Linked DNA regions of Gossypium hirsutum: region 2 is linked to region 1. Evidence: chromatin contacts called from public Hi-C data. All regions are on one chromosome and are shown on one strand. Each heading gives the region's core, a stretch centred on a gene start, on an enhancer-like site or on the middle of the called end of the contact. The rest is flanking DNA. Distances are from core to core; before and after follow the strand shown.

Region 1 (2,900 bases), core at 309-2,808:
ATGGATGATAGCTGCAATTTCAAATACGGAAAACATTTACCTGATTAAGACAAACACACACTGTAAGATGCCTGCAGTACCCGTCCACATTGAAGGACCAGATTTCACTAGTGAGTCTTGTATCAAGAGGCCAACTGAAGCAGCTAGTGAGACAAAGGATACAACATAAGCAAAGAAAAGCCAGAGCTTCAACCTGTTGTAATCACGGATTAGCATCCATTAGCCCAAAACAAGCAATCTTATAGCAATTTTCATAAAAGGAATCTAGAGTTGGAATATATAGCAGAACATTTACGAGGATGGTCAGCAGATTCGTTGGGACAACTAGAAACGTGCCACATAAACAATCTTAATATAAGCAATAAACACAATTACATGAAAACCAAGGCGCATGGCAAGAAAACAAAACAAGATAGAATGTGCATCAAAAGCATAAACACCATTAGCAATTCCCAATTGCTTTAATTCAAATAAAGCCCTAGTGCCAAATCCAGAATTCTAATCTCTACAAGTGCCGATGAATAGATCAGCTTATTAAGTACCACTAAACACAAGGATGAACAGGACAAACCATGCATAACACATATTGTTAGCCGATATAACACCCTCACCCTCAGATAATGGCATCAATACATGCTGCAAACTTCTTTACATTTACTACTGAAAATTTTCAAGTCATAAAGAAACGATTATTGCCAGGCTTATGGTTGAATCCGAAGAAATATGCTTATGGAATTCGGAGTTCAAAAGTAATCATTACAAAATCAATAAACCTCGTTTCAAGTAGCCATATGAAAAAAAGCAGCTCAATTTCACCAGAAAGTATCACAACTCAGAGCAAATAGTAAAACCCTAACTAAGTACTTAACTTTCAAAACACTGGCAAGATTATTATAATTTTAGCAAAATTCAGTAATAGAATGTATAATCAAACTCTGTAGAGCATATGGAAGGAAACTTCTCGGGGAAAAAAGCTTCAATTAAAATAGGTAAGGAAAAGAAATAGCTAACCTCCACTCGCCTTCATCATAAGGAGAGTAATCAATATCCTCTTTCCTAACGCAATTGAACATCAAAGCCGCGATAGAAGCAAATATTCCTAAATAAATAAATAATAATAATGATGAACCATATAAACATTGATAATAGGAAATTAGAAAGGAAGCTGATAAATTAATGGAAGAAAAAAAGGTGAAACACGATGTACCAGGTAAATAGTGGACGAAAGAGACATTGACGGAGCTGCATATGACGGCGTCGACCCAAAACCACCAGCCGGCACCGAACACTGCGCCAGCGACGCCGGGACCGAAGATCGCCCACAGTTCCCCTAACTCCATTTGATTGATTGTTCTCCGATCTAATTAATTGACTAATAATTGACAAGGAACAAAAAAGAAAGAGAGAAAACTGTACAGCTAATATGCTGAACATTATTTTCCACTCTTATAACTATAGTTGTCCATCAGTTGGGTCACCAGCCCGATGGAACATCTGCCTGAGGGGATTTGGATAAAATACAAGATCTGTTTAGAGAATAGGTTGAGTTTTGGGTAAAAATTTTTGCTTGGGTTAGGCCCAACCTTGTTTGAATTTACAATAAAAAGAATCTTGTTGTTTTGCTATTGTTTTTCCATATTTTGTTACTGTTTTCTCACTTTTTTCTACTGTTATGCTAACATTTTACCATTATATTACTACTATTTTGTTGTTAATTTTTGCACATTGTATAACACTTGTTTTATTATTAATTTTACTAACAAGCACTTATCTTAGTGTTATTTAATTATAAAGACTTTTTTAATTTATTTTCAATTTATAGGAAAATATTTATTTTAATATTTTTTGTATATTTTTTGTATTATATTTTTTAATTTTTATATAAAAAATAAAAATAAGAAAATTAATATGGTTGGGCTCGGGTTTTAGCATTTTTTAATCCAAGCTAAGCTTGGGCAAAAATTTAGGCCATTTTTCGGGCTAGCCCAGGCCAATCTCGAGCCTAAAATTTTGTTAAGGCCTGACCTGAACTTGACCCGATCCATGGACAATTCTACTTATAACTCCCTCTCGGATCGATACGTATATTTATGAAAACTTTTATTTCATCTAAAAATAAATGTATTAAACCTAAACTACACCAAATATCACTAAATTATTAATAAATTTATACTTTGATTATTTAATTTCAAAAAGATACAATTGATCATTGAACCATTCGAAAATTATAAGTTGGTCACTAGCCATTATGTTCCTAACCAATGTTAGATGCGGGGATGAGTCAGTTTACACTTTGGTCACTCTTGTATTAGTAAATTTACAATTTGGACAATTAAATATTAGTAAAATTATAATTTGGTCACTTGACTATTAGCAAATTTACAAGTCATTTTGAGCATTATTTAGTGACCAAATTGTAAACTTATCCATCCTCACATCTAACATCCATTAGGAACTTAACAGGTCAATGACCAACTTGTAATCTTCGTATAATTTAGTAACTAATTTGAATGTTTTTTAAGTTGAGTGACTAAAGTGTAAATTTACTAATAGTTTAGTGATCTTAGGTGTAGTTTACCTAAGTACTAATTTAGATCATGCTAGCAAATTAGTATTTATCAAAGGGTAAACTACACAGATAGTCACTGAACTAAAAAAAATTCTTATTTTAGGCACCTAAAATAAAAAGTTTACAATTTAGGTACCCACGTTACATAGTTCGATCATTTTTGTCACTCTCGTTAAAAACTCCAATGATAAATTATTTCTAAAATTTTGTTTTTCCACATAATATAAGTAAAATAAAAAAAATTATCATTTTAGTCCTCAATCTTTTAATATAAATGAGGTTTAACCCTACTTTAAAAAAATAAATTTTAACCATAATTTTTTTAAAAAAA
Region 2 (3,073 bases), core at 470-2,969, 600 kb after region 1:
TTACTAGGCAGCAAGGTTAATCTCGAATTTCCCTGATGTCAAATACTCAGGGTCCTCTATGCAACCTGAATGGTGTAAAACTAATTTGGTTTCCTCTCCAAATCCCAAAGCCTGCAATGATTTATTGGATGGCTACACTTATTAGGCTGTCAACCAAGGATCATTCACTATCCTGGAGGATAACACCATACTGTGCGTGTGTTCTCTGTCAGCCAGAGCAAGAATTTAAAAACTACTTGTTCTTCAAATTGTGCTCTCTAAGAAAGTCGCAAAGGATATTCTATGTCAATGCGAACTCAAAAAAAGCTATAAAGATACTTAAGCAGTGAATCCTCGATCAGAATTGTATTGAGTATTGCTAGGACCTTCATCTACCAGATTTGAAGGGAGATAAACAACAGATTATATGGAACTTTTCAGCAGATTACCAAACATACCATTAACCGTGCGAAGACGACCGTTAGCAGGGCTAAGATACCATGTAAAGACACATGGAATACAATCTTTTTCACTTTCTTTTATTCTTGTATTGCATAGCTTTGATTACTTTCTTTTCATTATGTAGCAGCAATTTCCAAGTTCTTTTAGATAAATAAAACCATGCTTATCCAAGAAAAGATACACATAAGCTTAATGAATACCTTTTCTATGGCAAGACCCTGGCGAAGATCCAATTTGTACCCATCATTGATCACAGACTTGTACCTGAGAACCAAGTCTTGACTGTTCTTCATAATTGCTCCTGCAAGTTGTCGAGCTTTATTCAACACTTCATTTTGGTCAACAACATAATTGACAAACCCCAATTTCTCAGCTTCCTCTGCTGACAAAGGCATGGCTGCCAACGACACTTCGCGAGCCTTGTTTGGTCCTATGAAGCGTGCAAGCTTCTGGGATAAACCCCATGAAGGAAATATCCCAAATCTACAATCATTTTTTGAAAACAACACTAAATCAACACATGAGACAATCAAAGCCTTCGACTTGTTTATCTTCAGCAATTGTTACCTGGCGTGAGTATCAACGAAAGTGGCTCCCTTAGCAGCGACCAGCATGTCACAAGCGAGGGCGATCTCGAAGCCGGCAGTAATAGCAACGCCGTTGATAGCTCCGATGATGGGTTTGGGGCATTGCTCCATCTGAACAACCGGATCCGTCTCCGGGTCCTTAACGTCACCCTTGAAAACATCTTGTGCAGCCGTCAAATCCACGCCTGAACAGAAAGCCCGTCCAGCTCCAGACAAGATGATGACCCGCACCGAGTTGTCCTTCGCAAGAGCCTTGAAAGCCTTGGCCAAGTCCACCATCATGGGTCGGGTCAAGGAGTTGAGAGATTTGGGTCGATTGATGGTAACAATAGCGATCCCATCAGGTTCACGGGTCACAACGATCAGCTTGTCAGACGAGGAACCCTCCATTTTTACAGGAAAAGGAAAGAAAGGGAAAGATTCAAAAGAGAAGATGAATAAATTTTATTGCAATTTTGGAAATGGTTATATAAAAAAAATATTTTCAACATGGATCTGGTTTTGGTAAATGGGTTTCGTCATCATCGTTGATCGCGTGTAGATAATGCCTTGAATTGCGTGTCTGATTACGGCGACGGGAAAGCGGATAAGAACATAAGAAAACAAAAAAATCCCACTCCCTACTGTTTATTTCATTTAAGGGTAAACTAACTCAATCGTAGATCTATTCGAGTGCCAACTCACTTGTCTAAGCCCAGAGATCTACTTAAAATATAAAAGAATTTAAATAAAAAATATTTATTTAGGTTAAGTCTTAGATAAAAAATTTTAATTTGGATACGGCCTGATCAGAAGATGTTATATTAGGGCAAATGACTAAATTTTTTTTTTAAAAATTACTGAAATAGACCAATTATTTAATTTATTGGAATAGTCCATTTTTCGTGAAATCGCGTCCACGTCAGCGCGATGTTAGGGTACGCGCCAGGAAATCGCGTTCATGTCAGTGTGATTTGCTTACGTGGACACAAATCGCGCCCTAGGGCGCGATTTGTTGATGTGGATGAACAGTTTCTCATTTTTAGCTTGAAAAATTTTGAAAGGCCATAACTTTTCGCTCGGTTGTCCGATTAAGACGAATTTTTTTTATTTCGAATAACTTTTTGAGATCTACATGCTGAAAAACTGCCGAAGGTTGTTTGCCACACTTTTCATCGAAAAAGATCCCTTTTGCCCCTAAATTTTGATTTTTTCGGTTTAAAATTAAATTTCGAAACATTCAAATCATTATTTGTAGTGTGTGTATATGTTAATAGTTACGTACAGAAAAGTCAACTGAATATAATTTTATATTAAATTCATTTAAGTTCTTCTCAAACGACCAATGATTCTAATTGTCTTAATTATATGAGTTACCGATGCCTTTGCCTAAGCATCGATGAGCTAACATTTTATATAAGTTATTTCTAATTGTAATTAGCACTTTCTATCATTATGCAGGTTACTTTTCCTAACTTGGAGAAAATCACAATCTGCCATTTGAGGAACGCAAAGAGGATATGGCACAGCAAATTTCATAAGAATTCCTTTTCTATGTTAAAAGAGTTGACTGTTGAGGAATGTGATGTGCCATTTGAATATTTTTTTGTACTTGTTGCTATTGATTTAAAAAAGATTCAAAATTGTTAACAACAAGATTCGAACCAAGGTATTAAAGGAAAAGAGCAAGCATCTTAACCAACTAAACTAAACTAATTAATTGATATATTATAAAAATACTGTTATTATCTTAATTATATTACTTACGTTCTAACGATTTATCGGACCTATTCCATACACGTGTCAAATCAGAAGAAATAATACAACAATTCTGTAAAAAAATCCGGTGTTTACTTCAAATAAATAAGGAAAATAATGATTTGAATGTTTTAAAATTTAATTTTAAACCGAAAAAATTAAAATTTAGGGGCAAAAAGGGATCTTTTTCGATGAAAAGTGTGGCAAACCGCCTTCGGCTGTTTGTCAGCGCGTAGATCTCGAAAAGTTATTTGAAATAAAAAAAGTTCGTCTCAATCGGACAACCGAGCGAAAAGTTATGGCCTTTC

The links. A called contact is a pair of places that touch in the nucleus more often than the background predicts.
Region 2: a Hi-C map of leaf shows a contact between it and region 1, with 1.9 times the contacts expected there. The contact joins the promoter of LOC107910232 here to the promoter of LOC107910589 in region 1. A contact is called at or near these places in 2 of 34 Hi-C or Micro-C datasets (both in leaf).

The regions. Positions count from the first base shown.
Region 1 is chrD02:13,887,988-13,890,887 of Gossypium_hirsutum_v2.1, forward strand. LOC107910589 (transmembrane protein 50 homolog) reads right to left here and starts at 1,559. Exons shown (of 4, transcript XM_016838471.2): 1 at 1,208-1,559; 2 at 1,012-1,099; 3 at 41-193. The coding sequence starts at 1,340.
Region 2 is chrD02:14,483,116-14,486,188 of Gossypium_hirsutum_v2.1, forward strand. It overlaps LOC107910232 (probable enoyl-CoA hydratase 1, peroxisomal), which reads right to left and starts at 1,720. Exons shown (of 3, transcript XM_016838016.2): 1 at 1,009-1,720; 2 at 642-924. The coding sequence starts at 1,418.